2 separate regions of the Sus scrofa genome follow, and region 2 is linked to region 1. Evidence: chromatin contacts called from public Hi-C data. All regions are on one chromosome and are shown on one strand. Each heading gives the region's core, a stretch centred on a gene start, on an enhancer-like site or on the middle of the called end of the contact. The rest is flanking DNA. Distances are from core to core; before and after follow the strand shown.

Evidence for each region. Hi-C and Micro-C count contacts between places; a contact is called where the count stands out from the background.
Region 2: a contact with region 1 is called in a Hi-C map of epiblast stem cells, with 1.5 times the contacts expected there. The contact joins the promoter of TAGLN here to the promoter of RNF214 in region 1. A contact is called at or near these places in 2 of 5 promoter capture datasets (fetal skeletal muscle and liver), 22 of 47 Hi-C or Micro-C datasets (adipose tissue, alveolar macrophages, brain and 14 more) and 2 of 2 datasets of contacts at active chromatin or transcription factors (alveolar macrophages and skeletal muscle).

The regions. Positions count from the first base shown.
Region 1 is chr9:44,595,629-44,598,560 of Sscrofa11.1, reverse strand. It overlaps RNF214 (RING finger protein 214), which reads right to left and starts at 1,581. Exons shown (of 16, transcript XM_021062882.1): 1 at 1,476-1,581. It overlaps PCSK7 (proprotein convertase subtilisin/kexin type 7), which reads left to right and starts at 2,012. Exons shown (of 17, transcript XM_021062880.1): 1 at 2,012-2,163.
Region 2 is chr9:44,560,439-44,563,692 of Sscrofa11.1, reverse strand. It overlaps TAGLN (transgelin), which reads right to left and starts at 1,933. Exons shown (of 5, transcript NM_001244150.1): 1 at 1,788-1,933.

The DNA of each region.
Region 1 (2,932 bases), core at 332-2,831:
CCAAAACTTCAAAACAAATGCATCGTTCCCCCTCAGGATGTCCATACAACAGAGTCATTTCAGAAAAGAAACACAAAGAAAAACTTGGGCTCCAGGAGAAAATACTTGAGTATTTATTCTCTAGCAGGGCATTAGAAGAGCCATTATACTCGATAGGTCCCAGGGGACATCAATCCTCAAACTTATATGTCTTTTTCACTTCAGGAGAATGCCCTCTCACAGACAGCAGATTATATAGACTGTTAAGACTCTTCCAAACGGTGCACATACTTACCTTGTCTCGTATCATTTACAATGGATGTAATTTTTGGCCTAATATCAATAATATCTTATGTTTTAGAATCATTTTACGGCTGTTACATTAAAAGCATCCTCCATTATTTGGAGTAAAGTTTTCTGGAGGTGTTCATGTGGGAGAGAAAAAGCAGTATTTTACCGGGCAATCTTAGTATCTCTCACTTAGACTCTGTGTTGCTGGCAGATGGGAGAAGTTTGACAACCACTGACTGAGAAAAGTACAGACTCTTCAGAGTTACTACCGAGGTGCAGAAGAGTATGAGAATCTTGGTTACTCCAGTACGAAAATGAAAAAAAGAGTAATCCAAGCAAGGGAACTGAGACAGATGCCTTTCTTAGATCAAAAGGTCATCCTTTATGTTGCAGACAAATCACCGCCCTCTACGGTGAAGGGAGAGGAAGAGGGATGTAACACGGGGTTAAATTCTTGTTTTTAATAGCTTCATTTGTACATTCCTAACCCTCGAAAAGCGAGCGCACAGGGTAGACATGGAGGCTGGACTGTGCTAACACTTCAGTCCCAGGCCAGAGACCCCCTGTGCCTCAGTTTCCCCAACATACAAGTCTCCCAGAAGAAAACGGGCCCTAGATCGCCCCTACCGCTAGCTCAGGTGCAAATGCCCTGGCCCATCAGAGCCCGGGCCAGGGTCCTTGGCTCCCGGTAGTCAAAACCAGAGGGCACGGGTCCTCCAAGCAACTCCGCAGCTCAGAGCCCAGAGGAGAGGGGACCAGGGCCATCTGGCAGAGGCTGCGGCGAGGGGCGTAAAGTCGAAAGTGCCAAGGAAAACCCGGTACCACAAGCCGGCGGCGACCACCAGCTAGACGGCGACGCCAGTTGCGACTGGTCCTCAGGAGATCCGGGGACTGACGCGAAGGGGACAATGGGGGGAAGCCGCGCCGGGTGGTCCCGGCGGCAGTCCACAGGGGGCTGGCCCAGTGGGCTGCTTCCTCCTGCCAGAGCCCCTCCAAACCTTGCCCCCCGCCCCCCTGCGCCGCCTGGCTGCCAGCCCCCGTCCCACTTCTAGGCCAGGACCCCAGCCCCCGTCCCCGCAGCTCCCTCCACGCCCCCCGGCCCGATCCCCCGCCCCTTGCGCCACTGCCCCCGGCCCTCGCACCCGCCCCGCACACACCTCCCGCGCCGCGCCTCCGGGAGGGAAGGGGGGAGGGACGGGACGCACCTGAGCGGGCGGAGCGGGGGGAGGGGGCGGCCGAGCTTGGGGGGAGGGGTCGAGCGCCGGCCCGCGCGCGACACCTCCCACTTCCGGCGGCACGAGCGGCGGGGGCGAGGCTCGGCCAGGAGAGGAGAGGCCGCGGTGGCACCGCGCCGCCCCCGACGGCGCCCTCTGGCGGCGGGAGCCGGCACCGTGAGGGGACGCGGACACTGCGGAAGCCCTTAAGATACTAGTGGACTCTCCCGGGGCGCAGGGACGAAAGGAGATGTGACCTCCGGAAGAAAGGAGACGTGGTGAAGGGAGGGCCGCCTTTAGGAGGATTACAGAGAGAGGGGATCATGGCGATCAGAGAGAGAGGTGTTTTTGGAGGTTACAGCAGAGATGCCTTTTCTCTGGCCAAGAAGGAGAGGACCGTCTGTCTGGAGAGGGTCTCTCTTGGAGATGCCCGAAGTTGGGGCGGTGGGCCCTGAGAGGAGCGCCCACCACACCCGCACGCTGCTCTTTCAGTAGAGGATGCCCGAAGGAACCGGCCCCCTAGCGCCGGCTGCTCCCGGCGGGTCGGCCCGGCCCGAGGACCCGCTGCTGATTGGCTGAGCTGCCGGGCGGAAGTGATGCTACTGTCACTGGCTCCTCAGGTTCCCGGGAAGCCGCGAGTTTCCGCAGGGAGGCGGCGGCAGCAGCTGCGGCCGGGCCGGTGAGTTGGGAACTCGGTGGGGGCGAGGCATTGGAAGTCCGAGTGGCCTGGAACTGGGGGCGGCCGGTGTCCGAGGGTGAAAGAGCTGCACAAAGGGCGCCTTCAGTCCCGGCGTGGGGGAGCCCAGGAAGACTGGGCCACGGGGTCTTGGATTCCAGGATAGTATGGGTTCTCTGAGGAGAGGGCCACATTGCACGGGGCAATCAAGGCTAGGGAGGAGGAAGCCAATGAAACTGAACCCGGTACCGGCAGCTTGGTTTCTAGGAACAGGTTGCGAGGAGGACAGGGTCTTGGGAGCCAAGTCTTGAACTTGGGGCTGCCTGTATCTTCCTCTTCTCTTAGCACCTAAGAGCTGCAAAGACACGCCTAGCAGTTGGGTGAAGTTGAGATCTGCTTTCAGATTAAGGTTCCATTCCCAGAAGCCTAGGATGGGAGGGTCAGGAGTAAAGCACTGCTCCGCCAGAGGGAGTGGAGGCCATGGTGGTCAGGTTTCTCCTCTCTTTGGGAAATCTGTGAGCTCCACTGAGACTGTAAGAGCCTGCCTAGTTGGATCACTATCAAGGCTAGCCAGATTTTGTTTTGCTTAGTAAGGTATGCAGACTGGGAAAGAGAGCTGACTATCTTGGACAGTCAAGGCTGCTGGAGGGTGGAGAACCTAAAAGGAAAAGAGAGGAGATATGCAGCTTTTTGGAGGGAAATGTTAGGTGGCAGAAGTTCCCGTCTCCCTTTCCAAAGAGACTTCGGTAAAATGCCCATGTTTCTGTAATGT
Region 2 (3,254 bases), core at 684-3,183, 35 kb after region 1:
GCTGGGACCAGGAGGTTCCAGCCTGGCCTGGTCCTGGCCTCCCACGCTCCGCTCCCCCTGTCTCAGCCTTCCCTTCGCACAGCAGGCATCCCTGGGGTCCAGCATCCCTGGGGTCCAGGCACCCCCACAGCCCTCCACTATGCCTTCCTGGCAGTTTCGCCTTGTATTCCCCCCCCACCCCCCGCCCCCCTCCCAGGCCTCATGTGAGGAACTGGGTGTAAGCAGAGGGTGTTCCCCACTCCTGCTTTCAGTCTGGGGAGATTCAGGACAGTCAGAGTGTCAAGCCTCACAGTGATGAGTCCGCAAAAGCTGCAGCCCCTAGATCCAGAGATGACATTGGGATTTTGCTCAGAACAAGGGAGGGGGGTGAAAGGCACCCCACCCCCACCCCCAGTCTCCTCCCTCCTGGTGGAGAGTCTGAAAGTGGAGGGTTCCAAGAAGTCCTTCAAAGCTTCTGACCAAGACCTCCCCAGTCCCACCCTAGAGCTGCTGGGGGCGCGGGGGATGGCGGCGGGTACCCACCCAGGGGCCTCTCTAGGCAAAGGTTCTGGGACAGGATGGACAGGGCAGCCTGAGGCTCTGCTTTGACCCTCCCACCCCATGGGCCCCGTTAGCCTCCCCTCTCCTGAGAGAAAACAAATCCAGCTGAAAAGGGGCAGGGGCACCTCCTACCAGCAGGAACCCAGAAAAACAGACAGAACCAGGGGTGTCTGCAGGACCGCTGTGCCCCTCTTCAGAATAAAACACAGCAAATAGGATGAGCACATGTGGATCTGAGGTGGCAGGGGGGGGTAGCTCATCTAAATTCCAGGGACAGAGGTCCCCCCTGGCACAGTGGGATCTGGTGTCTTGGGAGCTCCAGGACAAAGGTTTGATCCCCCATCTGGCACAGTGGGTTAAGAATCTGGCATTGCCGCAGTTATGGCTTCGGTTGCAACTGTGGCTCAGATCTGATCCCTGGCCCAAAAACTCCATATGCCATGGGGTAGCCAAAAAAAAAAAAAAAAAAAAAAAAAAGTAAACTCTGGGGACAGAGGAGACCCGACCTATTCACTGCTACTCTTTGAATAGCAACCACCAAGAGGGACCAGCCAGACCCCTTGGGAAGGCCCGGCCCCAGCCGGTTGGCACCACCAAGGCAGCGGCCACCCCCACTCCTCTGCGTGGGGCGTGACCTCCCCCTCAGAACATAGAAGGAGCTATGTACCTGACAAGGTAGCTCTCTCACTGTCCCTGCACCTGCCACCCCAGCCTGTTCCAGGATACAAGGATTCTGATGTCCTTGCTACTGCCTCAGTTGTTACCCAGCAGCTCTCCTATGCTGCTGGGGACCCACCAGTGGGACACTGCTCTCCAGCATCAGCATGCCCCACCTACCCGCCTCCTCCTAGATGGACAGCAGACAACAAGCCTTGGGCCAAAATCACCACCACCTGAGCCTATCACACCCCCTGTGGGTGTGACTGTGGCTAAAAATGGGAAGCCTTCCTCACACCGGTGCCCAGGTTTCCACTATCAATCCCTCTGCACCAGCCAAGTCTCCCTGGGTATTTCAATACACCTAAGCCTGACCAGTCTGAAGGATACAAGGCTCTAGCAACCCCATCCCACGCATCAAACCAGGACCACCTCCCCAGGTGGAGGGATGCACGGTGACTCAGAGGGTGGGCTTCTCCAGCCAGGGAGCCTGAGAGCCCTCCAGCAATAACACCCACTGCCGCTGCCAAGCCCACCCCCCACACCACCCCCGCCCAACTCCCCTCCTGCCCTAGGACAAATGCACTTACAGGGGTTCCTCGAGGCTCGAAGGAAGGAGTGAGCTCTGTCTGGACTTGGACAGACAGGATGGGGCGCTGGCTGGGTGAGGGGTTTAAAGGGCTGCCGCCCCGGTGATGTCAGCCTCCCCCGCCGGCTCACCCCAACCCCCCTCCCTGCCAGAGGAAACCGGCTCCTTCTCCACCCTCGACCCCCCCAGTGACTCCACACAGGCTCCATATTTGGGGAAAGACACCAAGTTGGAGCAGTCTACCGGGGGCCGCCGAGACATTCTCCGCGTGCTTTGGAGATGGAGCGGGCGGGGGCGGGGCCGCGCTGCCGGCGGGGAACCGCCGGGAAAAGCCTTTTATGGACAGGAGGACCGCGAAGGCTTTCCCTGCTGTCTGGACTCAGGGCTGCTCCTTCAACACTGTTCCCTGCCTCCGAGTTTGGGAGGAGAGGGAAGTTCAAGAGGGGCTGTCCAGAGTAAGAGGAAAGAGGCTAGACTGGGGGGGACGAACCAGGCACCCTCTCCTCCAGGGGCTTTCGTCTCTAGTGGGAGATGGGAACTCACCTTTCCTGAAGACCGGCTACCTGCCAGGCACTTTTCGAATGCGCTCATTTTATGTTCACAGCTGAATCCTGGCAGCGTGATCATTACCCCATTTTAACAAACGGGGAAACAAGGCTTGGAGTGCATCGTACCTAAGGCCTTGTGGTGAGTGATGAGGGGCAGAACACAGGCATCCCTGCCGACCCCCACCCGATGGGGGCTGGAGAGGCCGTCGGACCCATCCTTCCCGGCCACCTGCTCAGGCTGAGGATGGGGTGGGTCTTCAGTCACATGCTTCAGTGGGGATGGGATGTGAGGGTTCAGCAATAGTTCAGTCGACCCTGGCCCCCATCCACAGGGTCTCTAGGGCCTGAGACCAACACTGGGGTAGTAGGAAGCTCAGGCTGCTCTTATTCCTTCCTTTCTCTTAAACAGTCCCTACCTACCCTGCAAAACAGACTGTACGCCATCACCCAGGAAGGAGACCCGCTCACAACTTGTTTCAGGGGTCTCAGGGAAAGGATAGGCCGTGAAAGAGAGGGGGGAGACATCCAGCGGGGTCTCTGGGGTGCCTGCTGCGACACCACCCCACTCTCGGGCAGCCAGGCAGGGAGGAGCTAACACTCTCCACACCCACTCAGCCGGGGGGCGTGGCCAGGCCCGGCAGTCCGGGGAGGGCCTGTCCTCCAGAGCCGGCTCCGGACGCCAGAGCCCAGTGGCGCAAAGAACTATAGTGCCCCCCAGTGGCCTCTTCAGGGAAGAGCAGGGAGAGGAGCAGGGTCCCTCCTTTCGAAGCCTGCATTCCATCCACGCACCCACTCACCCACCATCCATCACCGTCTTGTGTCCCCCCCCCCCCAGCCTCAGTGCACATGCTCCGTCCATTAGTCAAGTCAGAGTCCAGAGCTGGGAGAGCTGTGGTGCAGTGGGTTAAGAATCCCGACTG